2 separate regions of the Oryctolagus cuniculus genome follow, and region 2 is linked to region 1. The links are chromatin contacts, called in public Hi-C maps. All regions are on one chromosome and are shown on one strand. The core of a region is the stretch at or near the end of the contact, and the rest is flanking DNA. Distances in the headings are between cores, read along the strand shown.

Region 1 (2,832 bases), core at 129-2,628:
TTGTAAGACATTTTATATAAAGCTAATAACTTCTTGTGAATAATATCACTTTTTGATGTGTTTTTGCTATACAAGTTAATTTCAAATTTTACTTTACCAGACGATGATTTTGCTTCCTTTATTATCCATATTTGTTTCCTTTACTATGCATATAGTTTTATCAATCTCCACATCATCATGAAGCAACAATATCCAATTCCATCTCTAGGATCCTCTACTGCTAGGAAAAGATCAGTGCTCAGCTCCCGTCTAGTAATGTTAGGGGCTATCTTTCAATCAAGAAAGTAGTTCCTGAGTACAAAACAGGCCTCAAGACTACTATTCTTACACTGAAACAAATGAAAACAAAACAAAACAAAGATATTACTTATGGTCTCAAAGAACTTATAAACTATAATTATATGATTATAAATTCCATACTAACAGATAACAAATCATGGAATGTAACCAGCCCTGTATCAAAGTCTAACTTCTTTCTATTGCAGGAAAGTGGGTGGATTAGGGCTGGACAAATATGGGGAACAATAGGACACAGACTGCTTGAGTATGCTAGCAATGAGCTGTAGAATTCTGTGCATGTCAGTTCCCTTTCTGCATTGTTCTGCATCTAATTTCACTATGAAATATAATGTAATAATTATTATTTAAGTGTTTCGTATGGGTCAGGCACTATGCTAAGCTCTTTACATGCTTATCTTATTTAATTCTCACAATAATCTTATAAAGAAGCTGCTATTATTTTCATTACAGATCCAGAGACAAAGAAACTAAAGTTTAGACAAAAGATATAGCTTATATGGATTAAAGAACTTGTTCCAAATCACACACTTGCCAAGGCTCTGTCAGAATAAAAAGCACGCTTAAACATTAAGCATACCGAATAACAAAATAATACACTACCATATTTATTATCTCATGTTAACTAGAATGTCTTGTCAACTTAATTAAATGTGGTTGGTTTACAATAATTTTATATAACTCTTAATTCCAAACCTTGGCCTAAAAGAAGAGCAAAAAAAAAATCTTTACGTTTTTCAAGAGTTTTATACACAGGATACAAACATTTTTCTGAATAACTCCTTATTTCCTTTTCCACATTGAGGTTCTGTGATAATGAAACAACAAAACACAGTAGAAGCAATGAAAGCCTCCTGGAACTTTAAAATTTGGTAACACCAAGTTATTGTGAAGAAGCAATAATGCACATGAATCACACTGATTTTGTCCCTCAGAAGAGTTGTGTCTCCATTTGAAACTATTTTCACATATGTAGACAAATATAGTGCAAAGTTAAGAACATTGCAGAGTGCTTCCACAACAGGGGAACAGAGTGGCTTGTCACCATTAGTGACTACAGGAAATGAACACTACGAGGAAAACAAGATTATGGAAGCTTCAGGCAGTTCAGACAACTTTGGGAGAACCTTTACAGCAAAAGCCTTCCTTTAACCAAATCACGTTGTTACAAATACCAAAGCTAAATATTCGTGACAACTGCTAGCCTAACATATATGGATCTTCTGTCTCAAAAATGTCAGACTAAGGTTGCACTAAGTCTTTTTCTTTTTCACATTTTCAAAAAACTTGTAATCAACATATTAAAATTTACATATTTATAAATAATATTGCACTACCAATTTCAAAATAAACAGACCAATTTATTCCAGCCTCTACCTCCTTACCCTAATTACTACTGTTATCAACTCAGTACAATTAGTTTCTAGAGAGGTATCAATCCTCTTTAGGAGAACTTTGTCATAATAGTGTTAAGGTAATTTGGTTACAAGAGCCATTAAAAGCTATAAAATGATGGTGATTTTACAGTCAGTTAAGATATTCTCCAACTCACCCCCTTCTCTATGCACCAAATTCTGGCAGTAAGGAAACTGAGACAAACCGCGTCCTAAAGCCACACTTCCTGCAAATGCTACAGGGCGTCTCATTCCGGTCAGACAGAGTCTCCAGGCAGCCTTCCCATATAAGGCTAAGCAAAAACACACAAACCTTCAAACAGGCTGATGTGAGGTCACAGGGCAGGCACAGGCGAACCAAATATGGTAGCTTAATTCTCCAGCTCACTTAGAAAAAGGCAGACGTGGGAGGTGGGGAGGATGTAACGACCAACTTCAACCTATCAGTTCTTGAGTCACAGAAAAGTAATAAAGCAATCAATCTGTTTTATTAGTGTTAACTGGGTGACAAATATGAGCCAGTCTACTGTGGATTGCATTAACTCAACCTTTTTCTTTTCCTTTCTTGCTACAAGAAAGGCTACTGTGCATAGTGCTGCTGAAGTAGAGTATTGCATCTGAATAAGTAAATTAGTCCAATCTGCCCGTGCACAGAAGGAAAGAAAGATTTTCCAAATGCCCCATGAGAATTGCCTCTGCCTCATTACAGAGAAGGCACACTGTGACCAGGAAAAATATCCGTAGAGGTGACATCATTTGGTTTGAAGGATAAGTCCTGAGAGGATTCATGCCCTCTACTTGAACTCCAGGGCAAAACAGAACCCTGAGAGATGGTACATGGCCATGAAGAGAAGATAATTCCCTCTACCTCTCTCTACTCAAATCCCTGGATTTAGAGCAAGTAAAGATATTATCTTTATTGCCAGTGATCACAGAGTTCCTATCATTATCATATGGCTTAGCAATTTTGAAGGCTGTTGATTCAGTCAAGGTCAAATAAAATCAGAAGCATTTCCATAGCAAGCATGCACCAAGAACCATGGAAACATTCCTATTTCTGGATCCAGTAATTCACTTCTGGATTTCTAGTTTAAGTAAATAATCTAAAGAAAGGCAGAATTATGCGACTAAAGAGGTTATG
Region 2 (2,832 bases), core at 235-2,734, 57 kb after region 1:
AGTTTTCTGAAAGTTCAGAATCAAATGGCCACGCCCACACATGGTGGACAGAGAAGACAAAGTTCAAGGTTCAAGGTTCTTGTGATTTCACATAACCTTCACTTCCACACCCAATCTTCCTAGGTGCAAATATAAACAAACCAAAAGCCAAAAACGCTAAGCAACCACCTGGAATAGCTGCTACTCTGCAGCTTTAGAAGAAGGGGGAGGGTTCAGGCACCACATCCTGAATGCACACAAGGGCTGCTGCCACTGCTGGCCTTTCTTTTGAGTTGTGAAGAACAGATCCTGGATGCACTCTCAGCTTTCACCCTAGAAAACCTTCATTCTGTTCTCAGAGCTGCTGGAAAATTGTTACTCTAAATGAAGAGCAAATGAGGGCCAGGGAGAGAACATCCTTTCATTTGAAGCAGCAGCAACTTAGGCTGCCGCTGCACACAAGAAGCCACTTGTTAGTTCCCTTCTCAGTTCTCAACGTAGCGGAGAAATTCTCGAAATCAAATGTGTTGAACGAAAAATAAAAAGTCAAATAAGGGAAAATAGGAGGGATGTGGAAATCGAGTCTTTCAAATTAAGTTTTTAAAAAACAACATTGCATCACGGTTCCCAACATCCTTTCACATTTTATCTAGTTCTAACAGGCCTTAAAGTCGAAGTTAAGCACTCCTACACACTCCCAAAATAACTCTACTGCGGGGGGGGGGGGTCCCCAGTCTTTCGAAATAATCACCGAGCTTCAGGAGGTCTCCACCCAATCCCCATCGGGTATAGCATGTGTGCCCCCATCCTTTGCAGAAGTGCACTCCTTCCCTTTGCCTCAGCACTCAGAGCACATTAGTCAAATATCTCTCTCTAGAAACTCACCAATGTGTGTGTGTGTGTGTGTGTGTGTTTTACCTAAATTCTTCACCTAACCATCAAGCGCCTACCACCACCATCACCCATTGACCACAATTCTGTAGCTTTCTTTTCCCTTTAAAGGAGAAATGTGGTGCCAACGTCGTTAAGGCAAACAAAGCTAAACTTCATGGGAAAATGAAATCGATGCAACAAAGGGAAGAAAGGGAAGGAGGGGGTGGGATGGGGGATGCGTGTATCTTCGGAAGGAGAAGCTACCAGAAGAACTTCTGCAATTTAACGGTTCTGGGGGACTAGTGTGTAGGAAAACAACAAAGGTGGGATCCCCACTCTCCTTACCGCCGTAGAGCCAGAGGAAGATGCAATATATACACGGATCACCATCCTGGAAACAGCGACTTGTGGTTGTTTGGGTCCCGAAAACGGCAGCGGAGCAGCTGCAGCAACGGCTGGAACCGAGCTAGGGGCCGAACAGAGGTTGGAAGAGGAGGGTGGGGGAAGGTGGAAGGGAAACTCGCCAGAGCCCCGCCTCCGGCCTTAGCTGCTTTCAATGGGCTTGGAGCGCTGCAGTCCCAGCCCCAAACTCCGGAAGGCACAGGCTCGTTTGCATCATTTCTAATTTTTTTTTTTTAAGAGGGAATCTCGAATAGCACCGCGAGATCTGTTGAAACATTTATTTTTGACTATTCCCTCCTCCAGAAGAGGGGGCGGAGGAGAAAGAAAAAGGAAAGAACAAGGGAGCACTGAATTGAATTAGATTAAAAGGAAGCACCTTTTCCCACGGAGACTAAAAGTTCTGCGCATGACTTCCTGCTCAGAAAATGTATGCTAATAAGAAGACAGATCTTCCTTGAAAGAGCAAGCCCTGTGTTGAACAGAGACACTAGTAAGAAAACCCCTGTTCCCAAAGCCTTGCACATTTTAAGATTCCTGTTACGTGGTGATATTTCTGCTGTTAGCGAGTTGCAGGAACTGGGCACTGAAGTACTGGGCTATGCCACAGAGGGTTTAAGAAAAGTTTCAGGTTTCCCGAAGCTCAAAAAAAAGGCAGGATTGGTTTTCTTTTTGAGTTTTGTGTTTTGTTAAAATAGGGAACCCTGCTTCTGTGGGAATTTGCAAGAGGCCTCATTGGCAAATTCAAGACTGAGGAGGAAGTTGGAAAAAAATAATAATTTCTAATACTGTGTAAGAAAGTGAATGCTGCTTGTTTTGTTTCGCTTTGCTTCTTAACTGACTTGAGAAGGGAGCTTGGAGCATATGTTTCAGATGTTTAAATGGGGAACAGAGAGAGCAGATGGTTATTTTGTAGCTCTAGGGAAATGAGCAAACAATTAATAATTTCCAAAAAAGGTCCACAGACTTCCAGGTGTATTTTCAACTTCCCAAAACGTGTCAAGTGAACAAAGAAAAAGCATTTGCAAAAGAATCAGAGTGGAGAGAGTGAGTCAGGTCACCTGTCCTACTTGTTTACTTTGCCTTTGAAGTTTGCCCTTCCTCTCAGTTCTAGTGGTTTGTTATCTTTGCTTAGGCTCAATAATTGCAATAGCTTCCTAACTCTTCCCTGTCCACAGGTTCTTCCTTCTCTGATCCATCTTAAACATTGCTTCCAACTGTATGCCTTTATATGTAGTCCACACAACAACCTTCAGAGTGTATTAGTACCTTAGTCTTACAGATGAAGAAACTGAAACTCAGGAAAATAAATTTTCTAAAGTCATATAGCCAGTAATTTCCAAAATCAGGACTTGAATTAGGGTCCAACCAACTCCAAAGACCACACTCATGGCTATCATTTTAACACACTTCCTGGAACAGGGAAAGGACTCAAAACATATTCTGTATTTTGTGTCCTCAAACATCAATTTTGTGTATCACTAAGGACTGTGTGGACTGAAATATTTAAGATAAGTCTTAATTGACTATCAAACCAAACCTAAATTACATTTCCAAGGAGTCTCCACCATAATATGGCCT

Evidence for each region. A called contact is a pair of places that touch in the nucleus more often than the background predicts.
Region 2: a contact with region 1 is called in a Hi-C map of psoas muscle, with 2.8 times the contacts expected there. The contact joins the promoter of SH3BGRL here to the enhancer-like site in region 1. A contact is called at or near these places in 2 of 6 Hi-C or Micro-C datasets (psoas muscle and an unstated tissue).

Annotation. Positions count from the first base shown.
Region 1 is chrX:68,853,148-68,855,979 of mOryCun1.1, forward strand. The region is part of intron 1 of SH3BGRL (SH3 domain binding glutamate rich protein like); the gene reads right to left. Among named protein-coding and RNA genes, the nearest start is that of SH3BGRL, 57 kb to the right of the region's middle. Within about 2 kb of position 1,379, at least 1 of the 8 cell types and tissues checked has an H3K27ac peak or open chromatin away from gene starts, as enhancers often do.
Region 2 is chrX:68,909,882-68,912,713 of mOryCun1.1, forward strand. SH3BGRL (SH3 domain binding glutamate rich protein like) reads right to left here and starts at 1,485. Exons shown (of 4, transcript XM_008272976.4): 1 at 1,198-1,485. The coding sequence starts at 1,242. It overlaps HMGN5 (high mobility group nucleosome binding domain 5), which reads left to right and starts at 1,530. Exons shown (of 8, transcript XM_008272973.4): 1 at 1,530-1,744.